Linked DNA regions of Bicyclus anynana: region 2 is linked to region 1. Evidence: chromatin contacts called from public Hi-C data. All regions are on one chromosome and are shown on one strand. Each heading gives the region's core, a stretch centred on a gene start, on an enhancer-like site or on the middle of the called end of the contact. The rest is flanking DNA. Distances are from core to core; before and after follow the strand shown. Region 1 holds the start of LOC112046422 (protein distal antenna). Region 2 has its middle 37 kb from the start of LOC112046422.

The links. Hi-C and Micro-C count contacts between places; a contact is called where the count stands out from the background.
Region 2: a contact with region 1 is called in a Hi-C map of whole body, with 3 times the contacts expected there. The contact joins the enhancer-like site here to the promoter of LOC112046422 in region 1. A contact is called at or near these places in 2 of 2 Hi-C or Micro-C datasets (whole body and whole larva).

The regions. Positions count from the first base shown.
Region 1 is chr21:11,291,477-11,295,780 of ilBicAnyn1.1, forward strand. LOC112046422 (protein distal antenna) reads right to left here and starts at 2,428. Exons shown (of 2, transcript XM_024083034.2): 1 at 1,992-2,428. The coding sequence starts at 2,413.
Region 2 is chr21:11,329,233-11,333,417 of ilBicAnyn1.1, forward strand. No RefSeq gene overlaps it. Among protein-coding and RNA genes, the nearest start is that of LOC112046422, 37 kb to the left of the region's middle. Within about 2 kb of position 2,364, at least 8 of the 8 cell types and tissues checked have open chromatin away from gene starts, as enhancers often do.

The sequences.
Region 1 (4,304 bases), core at 1,178-3,677:
AAACACAACAGATAACGTTTGTTAGGCGAGTATGAATATTTGTGAATAGTATTGTAAATGTGGTTTTATTTTTTATTATAATTATTATCACCATATTAATAAACTTTCAATAAATTTAAATTCATAATATACATTGACATTATAATACGTTCTTGATAAACACACAAACTATTTCGGAATAATTTATAGACGTATTATTAATATCGAAAGTATTTTATTTTAATATTGTACGAAAATTTAAATCAATGACCAATTACGAAAAATAAACCTAACCTTAAGAGTAACGAATAACAATTTCGTATTATCCTGTATAAAAGTTCATCGAACTTGGTTTATCATTGCACCTGTATTTTATATCGTACCAATGACCTGTGCAGATTAAAGATTTTTACGACCGCTAAAAGTCATTCAACGATTTTATAATATAAATAAACATCCATGCGAACACAGTAGGTAACATAGGTATTTGGGCAAAAACGATAAATGTGTTTACGCGGGAAGCTATAAAGTTACGAAAAGATAAACAAAAAGAACACATAAAATTATGACCTACGACAACAGTAAGCGGCAAAAGTTGTCGGGTCGTTGACACCGTGACCTTGCAAGCGACGCACGCATCTCGCAGTCGCCGACAGATGGCATTGCATGTCACAGGAAATAATATTTTAGTTTTATAAACTTTTGTGTACAAAACAATCACTGCATTATGAATGAATTCTATTATAGTTTTTGACCATGCGGTCTATAACGTTCTATAGAATACCATTTTTATTGTCAGATTATCGCTTTTGCATTAATTATCTAAATTATCTATTAATTTAGAGGTAACATAGGAAATTAATATCATTACCAGGTATGGTCAAACGTACGTTTATAATTACATACTTATGTTTATTATTGCAATATTTACACCACTTTTATGTACATTTTACTTTGTTTTACATATTTTATATTGAAATTGAAATTATTTGAATGATTTTTAGTTAAAACATTTCAACTATCAAAACTACTTGGCTGTAGTAATTAGGCGATTTTCTTTGGCGCACAAAGTGAAAAATGAAGATTGACGGATTGGAGTTATCTAATAGTTTTGTTAATTTTTAGTCAACTTTGTGATAGAACTAAAATTCGATAGGCTTAGGTAATTAGGTACGAATATGGCAAGTCTTATAGATTACGAATGAGAAATCTCAGAAAAGTTTCCTATAATGAACGCGCTAAGTTTGAATTCTTATTTTTTACGCACTTTTCCGTCGGCATTACACCTACGGAACTATAATCAAAATCCGATATTTAATATAAAAATAGCATTTTCGACAGGACTTTTTAGGAGTTTACATATTCTTAGGCAAAAATTTAACTATTCTGGCGAGAATTATTCAATTTTTAATCAAGACTATGAATTAGTATAATAAAATAACTCATTTATTTATATTTCAAAATCATTTGGGATAACGAAAGCTTCCTTCAGTATAATTTAACATAATTAATATAATATTTTGATTTAAGAAGAAGTGGAAGATGCAAAGTTTCATGTCTTTATTAAGGACTTTACTTAAGTGTTTTAATTTTAAAAACACTTTAGCAAAATTGCATTGGCAAATGAAACAAAATGTCTGTAAGTGAAAAAGCTATTCAGTCATCATTATAACACCATGAAAATTATGTAGTGGTTTATAATTTTTCAAAATTTGTCAATTAAGAATACCTTTGAAAAATTGTTACAGCAAAGTAATTTTCGTTTTCTTAGACAGTTAGTGTGTTATCTAATAAATATATGAAAACTTTGGTGATTACTTGCAAAAGTATTACTTAAAGTTTGCTCGTGATTTAAGTCACAGTTTACACAGTGGAAAGTGTTGATGTTGATAGATTATGACAATAGAGATATACTCGTAACTTTAAAAATAAGTGCAACAATCAAAAACGGAGCCAAAATTAATTCGTCTAGCGAGTTTACAGACTAACGCAGTGAAAAGTTGTCAACTTACTTGCGAGCCGGCACGTGTGTTGTGTTTACAATTTTCGCGGAGCCAGCCGTTGCGCCGCAGCACAAACGGCACGGCACGGCACAAACGGCACAAGCGATGCAGGTATGCGCAAACGCGGCACGTGTTCCACAGTTTAGGGTTTCACTCACTATCACGCAACACGGCAACACTAGTTCGGTCGGCAGTTGTCCTTCGGGCGGCGGCACGGCACGATACGTTCGTCGCGGGGCGCGCGCGGCGACTGTGTGCCGGTGGTGATAAGGCCAGCCGCGGTCCGCCGTCCGCCGGCCGCGCCTCTCCTTTGTGTCCGTCCGGCGCCCGCCCGCGCCCCCGCGCCCCCGCCGCGCCCCGCGGACCCCGCGAGCCGTAAACACCGGCGACCGGCCTCCGCACTTTATTAACGCAATTAATTCTCCGCGCATCAACTTTCTACCGAAAAGATCGCGGACGGCAAAAGTTTTATCGCCCGCCCGAAGTTCACTCAACTTTTCCGCACGCCGGCAACTTTTCTAAACTTTATCTCGTAATGACTCGGTGCGTCTCGCGGCTGTCTCGGCAACTAATAGTTAGCGGTGAATAGTCGTAATTATTACAACTTGTGCATTGTTTATTTGTGTATTTCTGAATAAATTAACATGTTTGGATGCTATGATTTTGCAACTTGATATTGTTTAGTAACACTTTTCTTATTAAGTAACTTAGTAAAACGGTTCATTTCATTTTTTTATTTAAAAAATCTGAATAGTTACCTACTTAGGTAGTTCCTACGTAATCCTATATCCTAAACTCATAATCGTTTACTTTAAACAATAGACGACACAATTGGATGTTCTTATAAATTTTAAAGGTAGGCTTTTTTTATCTACCTATTTTTTAAGCACATTTTCTATAATGTCCATGGCATCCATATCCATAGGCACAATACAATTAGTATACCGTGCGATAGGTATCTACATCAATATTTGTAACAAAACCTTTTGTTGTATAAACAGTTATTACGAGTAAGTGTAAGTACCTAGTTGATCCTATTTTTGTAGAATTTCTTTAATACTTTGGTATTTGGTAGGTAGGTAAATCAATCGGTATAGGTACCTAATGAATGTAAAACTGCAAACAATAACTTTTCTAGGTATATTATTATCAATTTTAACCTGTACCTAACCATGCTGCATTACGTATGAATGTTAAAAAAATCTGTCTATCTGTTTGCTAAATACAAAAAATACGTCTGTGGACAAGGCTATCCATGCATACATATTTACGCAAAAATAAAAAAAAATGAAAGGGGTAGAAACAAAGATGAAAGTTTGTAGGGTAGGTATTTCGAACTAGTGATATACAAACTTATTCTAGGTAGGTACTTAGTTGTTGTAACTGAAAAAAAAAAGTTAAGGAAACCATGTAGCCGACTTCGTGGGAACAGTTTGGGTGGTCTCAGAATCTGCAGTGGCCAGACCGTCTTCATTTAATAAAAGCTGAAAGTTTAATATAACACTAATAAAATACTAATACAATTATAGTATTCATACTATAATTGTATTCTAACATAACGTGAGTATAATATATTATTTTGTTTTGCTAATCAATGTCTACCATCACTAGCTGATCCAGCGGCTTCGCTCGCGTTGAAATCTAATACGGGCAACATTAATATCTCGCGAGAAAGTAATAATTTAAAATTATTATAAAATTATGAATAATATTTTATCTATAAATAGGTATGCTATTAAATGCAATGCTAAGTGTTATTAGAATTGTTCTGATTTCGTATGATTTGGTCTTAAATTATTTATTTATTTTATTTATTTAATACTCTTTATTTATACACCATAAAAAATAAAAGAAAACAAGCAAAACAGAAACATAAGAAAAAAAAATTATTGATATGTAGTTACACGTATTTATCTACTTGTCATGTTTTAATGAGTAAAATTATTATAAATAGTTACATTCTCAAGTAAATTACATTCTCAAGTAAAAAAAAAACTGTAGTTAGCTAGTTTTCGATCTAGTTCCTTCTTCACTTTTCTACCAAAGAACTGCCAATTATCGCAAAGGTCTGCATCCATACGTACTTGATGTCCCTTTGACGCGTATGAAGCGTTTCAGTTCTTCGTTCCTGATTCGCACTATCAAGTTATGGAATGCCCTTCCAGCTTCCGTTTTCCCTACCACCTCGGTTTTGACGGCCTTCGTGACGTAGTAGTATGCGCGGTGGATTTACTAGACGGTGGTCCTGAGTTCGATCCCCGGCTGTGCCGTTTGCGGTATTTCTTAAATGGTCTGGCTGGTGGAAGGCTTCAGCCGTGGCTA
Region 2 (4,185 bases), core at 1,114-3,613, 38 kb after region 1:
TTTTCCATGTTTCTGTGTCTCTCGCCAACCTTGTCCAGGTGGTCCCCGCTGCGTCGACGATGTCGTCGCGCCAGCGTCTTTTTGGCCGGCCTCTCGACTGGCGCTCGTCACGTGGGTACCAGTGCAATACCTTCTCGGTCAGTCGGTCTCGGAAGAATTCATACACGCAGAGAATTAAGAAAATTCTCTGGTATGCAGGTTTCCTCACGATGTTTTTCCTTCACCGTTTGAGACTCGTGATGTTTCATTTCTTATAATGCACACAACTGAAAAGTTGGAATATCTATTGGGCTCTCACGGCATATAAGTGTTATTCATTAATAACTAACACGGATTAAACGTGGCCTAGTGGCCTAGTGGGGGTAGGAGAAGACGTGGTACACTTCGTAACGCATTAACCAGATTACACTCCAAGTCAACGCGTAAACAAGTTTAACTTTAAAAAATGTTTATTGTCTCTACGTTCACACTTGAAAAGTAGTCACTTTACGTCAATTGTGCATGCACCCTTAGTGGGCAGATGCGAGACAAAAACTGTGCCCGAATCGTCTTTCCTGGAACCCTTAAAACCCCTTAATTCGTGTCAACGCATGTCTTTTGGACGATCGACAACACTTTTCGATTTTAAAATTGCTTTGACTTTTGTGTGTTGATTTTTTTCTCAGTCCACGTTGGTGCCTAGACGGTATGCGCTGAGTAATTGCTTAAATATCTTATACTCAGGCTCATCCAGGACTGTTAAAGCATCACAAACACAGAACTTACAGCGCTTAGGCTAGTGTTTAAACGGGTCCCAAACATTGACGACCTCTTATAATAAAAGGATGCACGTAGAAAATTTCACTTAAAAACTGGCGAATTTTGCTTTGACAGTTTTACAATTATTGGTAAAGAAAATTATACTTAGAGGCCATATAGTCCAATATTTAATACAATCCCAAATTCAGACCAAATTCAACCTTAAGGATTGAGTTTAAAGTTGATTTTTTTCAATTTCCAAATGCGACTACTTGAATTAAGTGCCAAGAAGTTGTGTTTGGCACATTGTGTGGGGACGTTTTTTGGTCGCTGATTGTGCATCCACTTTTTAATAGAAGATCGTTGGTCGCAAAGGAACAAACATACTCACTGATAAACACATAACCTAACACAATGCCTTGCGTTCGTTAGGTTTCAAACGAACTAAGAGTACCTCTCTACCTACCCAACAACATTAAAGACCTTATTTTCCGCAGCTCGCAGCGCAGTTGTGAAAAGGCGCCGCATTTGTCGGCGCGGATGGTACGTTAGTTAAGCAACGCGAGCACACAAGCAAACAAGCTGTTCTATCACTTCCGCGTATCGACACCTACGCGCATCGCTTACGTGTGTGCGTGCTCCCATCTTACACGGGTTAGCTAGTTTACAGTTCAGGAAGACTTTGTCTTGAATTGAACTGAGGTTCGGCGCTATAGCTGAAGTTGATCAACATGTTTTTATATTAGTGAACGGTTGGATGTAAATCTTTGCAGGCAAATGCAGTGTAGTCAACAATTTGCTAAAAATTAATAGCATTTGAACGAGTAATAGAGTTTGGTTTGAGTATAAACAACACAAAAGTATTAAGCACTAAATCTTGTGTCGCCGCAAACGCCACAACCACAAACGCCGCCACCTAAAGCTAGAAGCGGTGTTTTGTGGCGTGTGCGGTGAGTCCTAAAATGTATGAAAATTACAGTAAAGCGGTCGGTGGTAGCGTTTTGTGGGTTTAGCGTGGCTCCCGTGTGCGTGTGTGTGGGACATTTATATGAGGATCTCGCATCTGACAGTTTTCGGGGTTAAAAATCTACTAAACTCAGCAGTTACTTAGCTGTAGCTCTATGCTGAGTGGGAGACCTTTATTTGGTTAGAACAATAATTATCATTCATCATTATCAACCCATATTCGGCTCACTGTTGAGCTCGAGTCACCTCTTAGAATGAGAGGGGTTAATCCAATAGTCTGCCACGCTGGCCCAACGGATTGGCAGACTTCACACACGCAGAGAATTAAGAAAATTCTCTGGTATGCAGGTTTCCTCACGATGTTTTTCTTTCATTGTTTGAGACACGTGATATTTAATTTCTTAAAATGCACACAACTGAAAAGTTGGAGGTGCATGCCCCGAACCGGATTCGAACCCACACCCTCCGGAGTCGGAGGCAGAGGTCATATCCACTGGGCTATCACAGCTTTCATTATTATATATATATTTCCTTGTTTTTTTTTTACCTGACAATAAAATAATTTCCTTTCTGTATACTGAACTGTATACCCCGCACACCGCGGCGCGCGACCGCGAGCCGGCAAGCCTCAGGCGGCGCCGCGCCTCCGTCTTCGAAAGGCCGGCCGCTTGTAGCCGTTACTTCCTTTGTGTTTTTTTCTCGTTTTTTTTTGGCTAAAGATCCCGCAGTGCGACTGTGCCCCATGTTACGAACATGCTGGAACATTGACATATTCGCTTGTTTATTTAACTTTGCTTGAAGTGGCAATTTTGAATCAAAGTAAACTGCCTACTACAGCTATCTTCACTGTAGACGGGTAACACAAAACTCTCAAGCATCGTACAAGTTTTGGACCAAGTGCCTTCTGATGAGGTCCATAGTTAGTTAACAATGTAAGAATTCGTGTGGATATTGGTCATAAAATCGAATCATTAATCACACTAATAATATAAAGGCGAAAGTTTGTGTAAGTGTGATAGTGTCTAAGTATGTTTGTTCCTCCTTTACGCTGCGGCTACTGAAGCGATTTGGCTGAAATTTGGAATGGAAATAGATTTTACTCTGGATTAACACATAGGCTACTTTTCAACCCGCAAAAATCCATGGTTCCCGTGGGATTTGTGAAAAACTAAATTTCACGCGGACGAAGTCGCGGGCGTCCGCTAGTAACCCATAAACGACTCACTGTTGAGCATGATACTCCTCTCAGAATGAGAGGGGTTAGTCCACCACGCTAGACGCGGATTGGCAGACTTAGAAATTGAAGAAAATTCAATGGTATGCAGATTTCCACGCGATGCTTTTCCTTCACTGTTTGAGATATAAGTTGAATTGGAGGTGCTAGTCCCGGACCGGATTCAAATCGAATCGAAGAGGAGTCATATCCACTGGGCTAGCACAGCTCTCTAAAATCGGATAAATAAATAAATATGTTTGTACTAGCTGACGCAGCGCGGTTTTACCCGCGTGGTTCCCGTTCCCGTAGGAACACGGAGATAAAATAAAAATTCCTCGATAAATGGTCTATCTAATACTGAAAGAATTATTCAAATCGGAGCAGTAGTTCCTGAGATTAGCGTGTTCAATCAAATAAACAAACTCTTCAGCTTTATAATATTAGTATAGATTCCGTTCCCGAAGGATTAGCTAACGGTATGGTACGGGCGGAGCGGGAGCGGGCGCGGGCGCGGGCGCGGCGCCGCGCGTTCATAAATCTCGCCGCCGCCGCTTCCTTTGTGTGTTTTTTGCTCCCGGCGCGGTAATAAGATCGCGAGTCAACGCAGGTATAGATAGTTCGGCTCCGTCCAGCCGCGCGTGAAATGCAGGAGTTACGGCACAAGACGGATGGGCGTACGTTTTGAGAACATTCTAGATAAATAACGCGCAAACGTTTAATTCCATTTATTCGCGTGATGCCACTTTGAAGTTTTTGATGAGGTAAATGGGTAAAAAGCACTGTTGTAATTTTGTGAAAAATTGTGATTTTCTCGTGTTTTTTGTTCAAATCATTCAAACATTGATTGGTTGATTTTCACGCGGTTTTAAACACTTTCAATGATACTCAATTTATAATTCATTTAAACGAGTCAGCTTGAACGATAGAGAACACACTGTATAATAATCTTAAAGCGAATAATCAATGGAATAATGCAGAGTACAAAATAGTGTACATGTGATTTTGAGATTACAATATCATGTACAATTTTGTCTCTACTCAGAACTATGCTCTCTTCCGAATCAAGTCTATGGATCTACACTAGGCATGCGCGTGGTTGACTACTGACTACGTTTCAAATCATTCTCATTCTCAGACTCGTGCCTTGATGACTTAATAGATGATAAATGTTTGATGTTAAAGTTTGGACAATGCTATTAAGAAACGGGGAGGAAAGTGCACAAATCAGAAAATAGACACTTTACCCAGATATTATGCTCTTACTT